Regions from separate parts of the Mus musculus genome. Here region 2 is linked to region 1. A link is a contact called in public Micro-C data. All regions are on one chromosome and are shown on one strand. The core of a region is the stretch at or near the end of the contact, and the rest is flanking DNA. Distances in the headings are between cores, read along the strand shown. Region 1 holds the start of Rflnb (refilin B). Region 2 has its middle 13 kb from the start of Gm46288.

Region 1 (4,157 bases), core at 565-3,064:
CAAGTGTTTCTAAGAGGTTGGCTCAGGGATCTTTACTGTGTTACCAGCAGAAGATGCAAAAGCCAAAAGCATGTTGGGGAGCTGGGGTACCATTCCAGGGCTAGGATGGAGTTTACTGAGACCAGTGGGGGAGGGGATATATAGTTCAAGCTAAAGGAAGTGGACAGAGGGTGTGCATGAGGTGAGGCCACAGAGCTCTCCTACAATTCCAAGACATCTTTCTTCTAGGTGTCCATACTGGTTTCTCCTGTCCTGCCTCCTTTGTATCCCCATCCCTGCTCCCCAGACAGACATTCCCTGGGTATCCAGGGGTGGGAGAGAGTCAGTGCGCTATTGGGTCAGCAGCAGTGATAAGATAGACCCACACAGAGACACTGAGCCTGGACACCAAGCCACAGGTTCTGGAAGAAGCCTGAGAAAGCTCCCCCAGGAGGCCACATAGTGAGGAAGGGCCACCAGGACTTGAATGGGAAAGGTGAGAGGGTCAAGGTTCATGTCAGGTGCAGGAATCCATGTCAGAGGCACCAGTGAGTGTCTGATCGGTGGTCAGAGCAGGAAAGATGAGAGAGACTGAAAGACCAAGCTGAAGCAAGTTTCACCTTGGAGTGGAAATAAAAGGTGCTGGTTTTTGCTGGGACAGGGTCAGTAGGTCAAGAAGGCCCCACACCAGCAAAGCTCCATTTTGGTCCTTAAGCATAACACTTGCCGCTGACCTCCCCATGGGAGGCACAGTCACAGCTCTCCTTCAGTCTTACTTTGAGCTTCTACTGTAGACAGGATGTGGCCTTTCTTGAGCTGTGCTCTGAATATCATCACCTGAACAGATCCCAAGACAAAACAGACTTGGGAGTTTTTCTTGCAAAGAGTTTAAAGGAAAAGAAGGAAAAGGATTAATACTTTCAAAGCCCTGGCCACCTGGAGGACGCTGATCTCATTAAGTGCAGAACACTGGCTGGGAAAAAAAGACCTACCAGACCCTGAAGACTCTTGTGTGTGACTAACCCCAAAGGCTGTGGTCCGCCTTGCGCCAGGAGCCCAGAGCACACCCCTCTCCCAGGTCCCGGCAGAGGGAGGCCGCTTTGGGAGCAAAGCCGCGGGGCGTGGGCCCCCCGGGTGGGGAGGGCCCGGGATCCCTGTCCGTGTCCCGGGAGCCCCACCCAGCCCGCCCCAGCAGGAATGTGGTCGAGCCGCAGCCTGGCAGCCTCGGGGGCCGCCACCTCGAAGGGAGGAGACCGCGGCTTGCCTCTCCCGGGGCTCCCGCGCCTCCCAGGCGATGACAATTTTCCAGCCACTGGCTCCAGCTGGCCAGGCTCTCTCGCTACGCTCCCGCCCCGGCTCCCGGCGATGGCCACGCCGTCTCGACGGGCGGGTGGCCGCACCGACTGCGAAAGCTGGAGACTCCCCGGGGAGGGCTGCGGGTGGGCCGGGACTGGGAGAAGTCCGCGCGGGAGGCAACTCACCGGGACTATAGGGGTCACCGCCGCATCGGGCTCCAGCGTCCCTGCGACCGGAGCGCGCTCCCCACCGCCGCCCGCCGTCGCTGCGAGCCCCCAGTGGCTGGGGCTAGGGCTTGGGGGCAGCCCCGAGTCCGGGCTGTCCAGGACGCCGTCGCCTTTTTTCTTCGTGTCCACGAGTTCAGGGACATCCTGCAGGCTCAGCCGGCCCACCATAGCTGCACGTGTGGCGGGACCGGGCACAGCCGCCGCGGTGTTGGAGTGCAAGAGAGGGCCGCACACGCGGGCCGGGGCCGCTGCCCTCCGGGCTGCCCTCCTTGCCCCGCCGCCGGCGCGTTGTCCGGGTGTCGCCAGCGGCCGCGCTCGTTCGAGGCCCCGCCCTCCGCCCCGCCCCGAGGGCTGGCCCAGCCGCGGTGACCGCCGAGAGGCCAAGCGCCAGGGGCCGCTGCGCTCCCGCCGCGCGCCGCCCAGCTCGTCCGAGCGCCGATCTTCCCGCGACGGGCCTCCCCTCCCACCTCCCCGGCATGCCGCGACTGGCAAAGCTGCGAGGCTTCGTCCGGCCCCGCACCCTGTCCCTATGGTCCACGGCGATCCTTGCTCCATGCACTGTCCCCCGGCCCCCGAGAGGTGCTAATATCTCTAGATCTGGCAGCCCAGAGCCAAGGAGTCCCAGTCTGCAGAGGCCGGGGGCGGGGGGGGGGGGGGGGGCGTGGGGAGAGAGGACGAGCAAACAACTGGAAATTATTAATACTTAATGCGCTTCGTATGGCTCCAGCGGCCTGTTGGCTCAGCAGGGCCTGCTCTGGCTCTCACGTCTGCCCCGGAGGAGAGAGGGCCTACTCCTCCGGACTCCCGGGGGCGTCGATCACTCCCTGGTCCCGGGCACAGCTGAACAGGCTGTGGCCAGTCCAGGCAGGGAAGTTCTGAGGGTGTCACAGGCTTGGATCTCCCAAAGAGACCAGCAAACAGAGCAGCTCTCTTAGGGAGTCAAGATTCCCCTTATGGAGGCCACAGTCTATTCACTCACAGGAACTTTCTCCCTCTGTCCTATCAGAGGGAATCTCTTCTACAAACAAAACAAAACCTAAACTCAACAGCAAACAGACTGTGGTCCTTCCTGATAGGTTTGACAGAGAAGCTCTTCTTCAGTGGGAAGTAATTGAGTTGGGGTGTGCCTAAAATCATTGTCTTTTCTTCTTTCCTTTCCTTTCCTTTCCTTTCCTTCCCCTTCCCCTTCCCCTTCCCCTTCCCCTTCCCCTTCCCCTTCCCCTTCCCCTTCCCCTTCCCCTTCCCCTTCCTTCCTTTCTTTCTTTCTTTCTTTCTTTCTTTCTTTCTTTCTTTCTTTCCTCTCATGGAGATGTCCCGGGGTCAACACCAAGTGCCACGTGCTCCACCAGAAGTCTTCCCTGGATCACCTTCGTGGTCCAATCCACATCTTTGCAAGAACAAAGAACATCTGTCCTGCTTGGGGCAGATTTGTTAAAATATATATATATATATATATATATATATATATATATATATATATATATGTTCAGAGTGACTAGATCTACCAGCAAAGTTCAGTCCTCCTTTCTCTCTACCCATCATTTTTGATACGGAGAGAGAAGGGCTTGCCTTTAATCATGTGATGGATAGAAGGCAGCTTGCTAGGAACAGAAAGCCAGGGTCATTCCTTCTACAGAGGATACATCCTGTAGGGGGCTGGACTGGGAGGTTGTTCATTCATTCAGGGGTGGTGGGAATAGGTTACAAAAATCTACAGTGTACAGTACTGGACAAGTGTCTAATGCAAGGACAATCTGAGGTGTCACACTTCCCTACCCCTGTTGACCTCAATATCTGTACACCTTGCAGAACTGGACCCCCACATCAGAGGAGAAACCTCTGTGCTTTCTGAGGGTGTGAAAAGTGGACTGGTCAGACTGGGAGAGATGACCAGGAAGGTAGCAGTTGCTCCAAGGAGATGGTAACCTCCTGCTTCACCAGGCCAGAAGAGCTGGAGGTCGGGACAGAGAAAGCTCAGAAGCTGGGCCAGGAGGACCACGCCCCATCTCAGTGCGGATTGTTGTGGGGGCAGTTTGGGAGGTGCCTACTTTGGGACTTGCTGACTCCAGAGCTACACTGCCACCCTCTGAGCACCATTCTGAGGCCACACTGCCACCCTCTGAGCACCACTCTGAATACTGATCTACATTCCGGCAGAAGACCCACGGAGACATCAAAGCTGCTAGCATGAGCAAGAGAGCATGAAGCTGCCAGACTTTAGAGGCTTCAAGAGAATTCAGGGAGACACGGTTTTGGCACACTTCCTCACTGCACCGGTGATCAGAAAGCAGCTGGCCCAGGATATCAGAGAAGCTTCTGAAATCCAGGAGTAGCAGTCATCAACCTAGACACTGGGAGTAGCTGATTTTACAACCTGTCTGAGTTCTGTCTGTCCACCAAAAACAACCTCTCCCAACTCTTTCAGTCACAGACCAAACAGGGCATCCTCCTGCCTCTGCAGAATTACCAAGCAACTCTCAAAGCATGAGCTGAGCATCCCATCAGTCCTCCCTCCCTCCCTCCCTCCCTCCCTCCCTCCCTCCCTCCCTCCCTCCCTCCCTCCCTCCCTCCCTCCCTCTCTCCCTCCCTCCCTCCCTCCCTCCCTTCTTTCCTTATCTGTTTAACACTGATGTATGCAGAAATCAGCAGGGCTTG
Region 2 (3,569 bases), core at 829-3,328, 590 kb after region 1:
GATTAGAGTGAAATATAGTGGTAACATCATAACTTTGTGAATGTTCTAAAACGCAAAACTGAAAGCAACCAACAGGCCAATTTAATAATATATGAGTTCTCAATAGAAAAATTAATCACAGCACTGAGCAATCTTGGGGGCTGGCCAGTTAACCCATTGCAGCCAGTTTCCTCGTCTGTGGAACATCGTCTTTCCTCCCCACCCCCTTTTTTCCTTGCCATCCTAGGAATTGAACAGAGGTCATCCTCTTGCATACTGAGCAAAGAACTCTGCCAGGGAGTACTAAACCCTTAAGCCTTCCGTTTTCTTTTGAGGCAGAATCTCATTAAGTTATGCAGGCTGACCTTTAAGCTTCGGACCCTCCCACCTCTGAATGGCTGAGATTTCAGGCATGCGCAGTAGAGTGACAACGGGAAACCGGGCTTCACGCGGCGCAGACAGTAGGTACTAAGCATATTTTAGTTCCTTCTCTCCCAGGTGCCAATAAGCCTTTAAAGCTATCTTTTGCTCAGCAATCACAAGACGTGTCATGCGCTCGAGGCAACCCACCTTCAGACAGACTAGTCTCAGGCAGATGATTTCAAGACTCAAACGGGAAGAAAAGTAAGCCGACTTTCACGGTGGAGACGCTGCAGATTTTCTCTGCAGCTAATATGGTGCAGAGATGACAAGGGAGATGCATGTGACAGAAACGGCTGCGTGCAGAACGGTGGTGAGGGAAGCTGGCGGGCATAGAGACTTCTACTCATAAATCTTGTTTGATATGCAAACAGAGCTCAGTGTCCACATCGGACAACTGGGCAGCAGCGCAGCTCTGATGTTTGGAGATGGTTCACCGTCCACCCTCAAGACCCAAAACACCTCAATTGTCTAGCACAGGATTAAAGAAGAGAAGTTGTAGGGTTTGTTGTTTGGGTTTTGGGGGGATTTTGTTTTTGTCGTCCCCCCCCCCCCAGCCCCAGCATCTCACCTGGAGTTGTGATAGTTGCTTTGCTAGTGCCTGCCTCCTGCTCAGCCTTTGGAAAATACTACTGAGAAACAGACCCTAGTCCCTGCCCTCAGGGAGCCAGCCAACCCTTGACTTGAGAGTGATGCTTCGGAAGACAACAGGCATCGTGCTTTGCAGAGAGAAGGGGTTCTGTTGTCATTTGTCCACTGGGTCAATGAACTGACAGATGGCATAATAATAAAAACAATTGTGCAGTGTGGGCTCACTCTAAGCATCACAGCCTGGATGGAGTCGTTGGAAAGGCTCGTGCCAGAGGCTGCTAGCTGCCTGCTCACTCTCTATTCTTCCATTTTTCCTTGTAACAGAGACCCCATTTGACTGGAGAGGGTCGTACGCCCTTATTCAGTACTCTATTTCCCAACCTCCCTGATAGCTAGGCTGATGTGATTAAAAACAGAAACTGTCATGAGAGACATGACAGTTTCTAGGAAACCTCTCAAATAGCAGACCCAGCAACTGCCACTCCCTCTTTTCCCTGTTCTTAAAATTCTTGCCTGAAGCATAAGTGTGATGGGTGGATCTCCAGCAGCTGTTTGGGACCATAATACAAAAAGATGAAAGAGCCTGAATCCCTCATGATCACACAGATTGTTTATCTCCAGAGTTCCTTCATATGACAGATAAATAAAACTCTCACCTTGCTTAAATACCAACGTTAGACTATGTCCTATGTAGCAAGCCCATATTTTAACCAATACAGGTTCTATGGAAGAGCCAGACCTCAGAGGATAGATTTGGGGATTTAGGGACTCAGGGGCATGCACCTCAAATGCCAGAAAAGAGCACATAAAAAGGACCAGCATCAAGAATGTTAGCTTGAGCAGGTAGAGGAAAACAAGAACCATGGAAATCCCAGCTTCTGGCTTCACCAGAAGGAAAAGGAACAGAGACCACAAACAACCAAGGTTGGTCTCCTCTGAAGGAACAACACATTTATAGACTGAGTAAGAAGGGAGGAGGGAAAACAAACAAAACAAACTGTATCTGAGAGCTTCTTTATGTGATGCAAATAGGGGGTGTGGCTCAGTGATAGAATGTTTTCCCAGCATGCACCAGGCTCTGGCTTCCATGTTCAACGTGGAAGGAAGAAACAGAGGGGATGATGGGAGGGACAGGAAGGAGATGTAAATATGAGCCTGGCTCAGCCAACTGGAAAACTCTGGACTTAGCAGCTAAGGGAGCCATCTAAGAGCCGCTAAACCTATGAGCTGGTGTTGTACTCTGTGATTTCCATACATTTTCTCATGAAGGCTTCATAACAAGTCTAGGGTATGCTCCCATCACTGCCACCTCCATCTCACAGACAAAGAACCTGAAACTTGGAGAAAGTCGGAAAGTTGTCTCATGGAAATATCCCAACCCTGCAGCTCTGTCTGCTGACCAGACACACTGCTTTTCCAGACAATGACTTGTTTGTTTTATCATTGTTAGTAAGATTTTTTTCAAGGTTTTAAATGTTTTAAAAAGTGTTCCATCTCTCCAGTCCTAAGAAGAAGTACATGTGTTTATATGAATATTTAAAAGACAGTAAAGTGAGGTCTGAAGAGAGGGCTCAGCAGTTAAGAGTATTTACTGCTCACATAGAGGACCCAGGTTCAGTCTCCAGCTTCCACATGGCAGTCCATAACAGTCCTTAACTTCAGTTCTAGGGAATCCTATACCCTCTTCTGGGTCCATGAGCACCAGGCATGAACATGGCTGGCATACACACACACACACACACACACACACACACACACACACACACACACACACACGCGCGCGCCTAGCCTCACAGACACACATGATAAATGCTTTATAAAATTTATTTTTATTTTAATGTGTTTTGCCTGCATTATGTCTGTATGACAGTGTCAGAAACCCTGGAATTACAGACAGGTAGGTGTGAGCTGCCGTGTGGGTGCTGGGACGGCCAGTGGTTCTCAACCTTCCTAATGCTGAGACCCTTAATACAGCTCATGTTGTGGTGACCCCAACTGTAAAATTATTTCATCACCACTTTATAACTGTAATTTTGCTACTGATATGAATCATAATGTAAATACCTAGTATGCAGGGTATCTGATATGCGGCCCCAAAGGGTTGCAATCCACAGGTTGAGAACCTCTGATCTAGAGGCAACTACAAAATTATTCTTAATCAGAGGAAAACCAGATAGACCAGAGGAATCGGTTTCAAGGCTGGTTGCATTCCATACTTGTATAGAGAGAAGGTTAACCAGACCTTCCTATTAATGATGAGGGCAAGACAGTGGAGGCGAGCGGTGGAGGCAGGCAAGTCCTGGAGAGTCAGTGACTCGGTGTGGACTCTCCACAAAGCACAACAAACCACCAGTGTGTACGTCTCAAGAAGTCCTGTGTTGGTGGCAGGATTCACGACACAGCACAGGCTGTCTGGAACTCCTGATTCTCCCACCTGAGCATCACGAATACTAGGATGACAATCGTGCACCACCGCACTTGGCATGCAAAAACATTTTAATATCGCTCCACAACAGGAGCAGTATTATTTTATCACAGCTAGCCCTGAAAGTTCAATTTAAATTAAGTTATTCACACAC

Evidence for each region. Hi-C and Micro-C count contacts between places; a contact is called where the count stands out from the background.
Region 2: a Micro-C map of embryonic stem cells shows a contact between it and region 1, with 2.1 times the contacts expected there. The contact joins the enhancer-like site here to the promoter of Rflnb in region 1. A contact is called at or near these places in 1 of 39 promoter capture datasets (stem cell-derived epiblast-like cells), 1 of 484 Hi-C or Micro-C datasets (embryonic stem cells) and 2 of 115 datasets of contacts at active chromatin or transcription factors (microglia and pancreatic cancer cells).

What each region holds. Positions count from the first base shown.
Region 1 is chr11:76,025,968-76,030,124 of GRCm38.p6, forward strand. Rflnb (refilin B) reads right to left here and starts at 1,815. Exons shown (of 3, transcript NM_029658.1): 1 at 1,461-1,815. The coding sequence starts at 1,670.
Region 2 is chr11:76,612,368-76,615,936 of GRCm38.p6, forward strand. It overlaps a transcript of Abr not described here. Among named protein-coding and RNA genes, the nearest start is that of Gm46288, 13 kb to the right of the region's middle. Within about 2 kb of position 2,079, at least 29 of the 459 cell types and tissues checked have an H3K27ac peak or open chromatin away from gene starts, as enhancers often do. A contact at or near this core is called in embryonic stem cells, where this site is marked.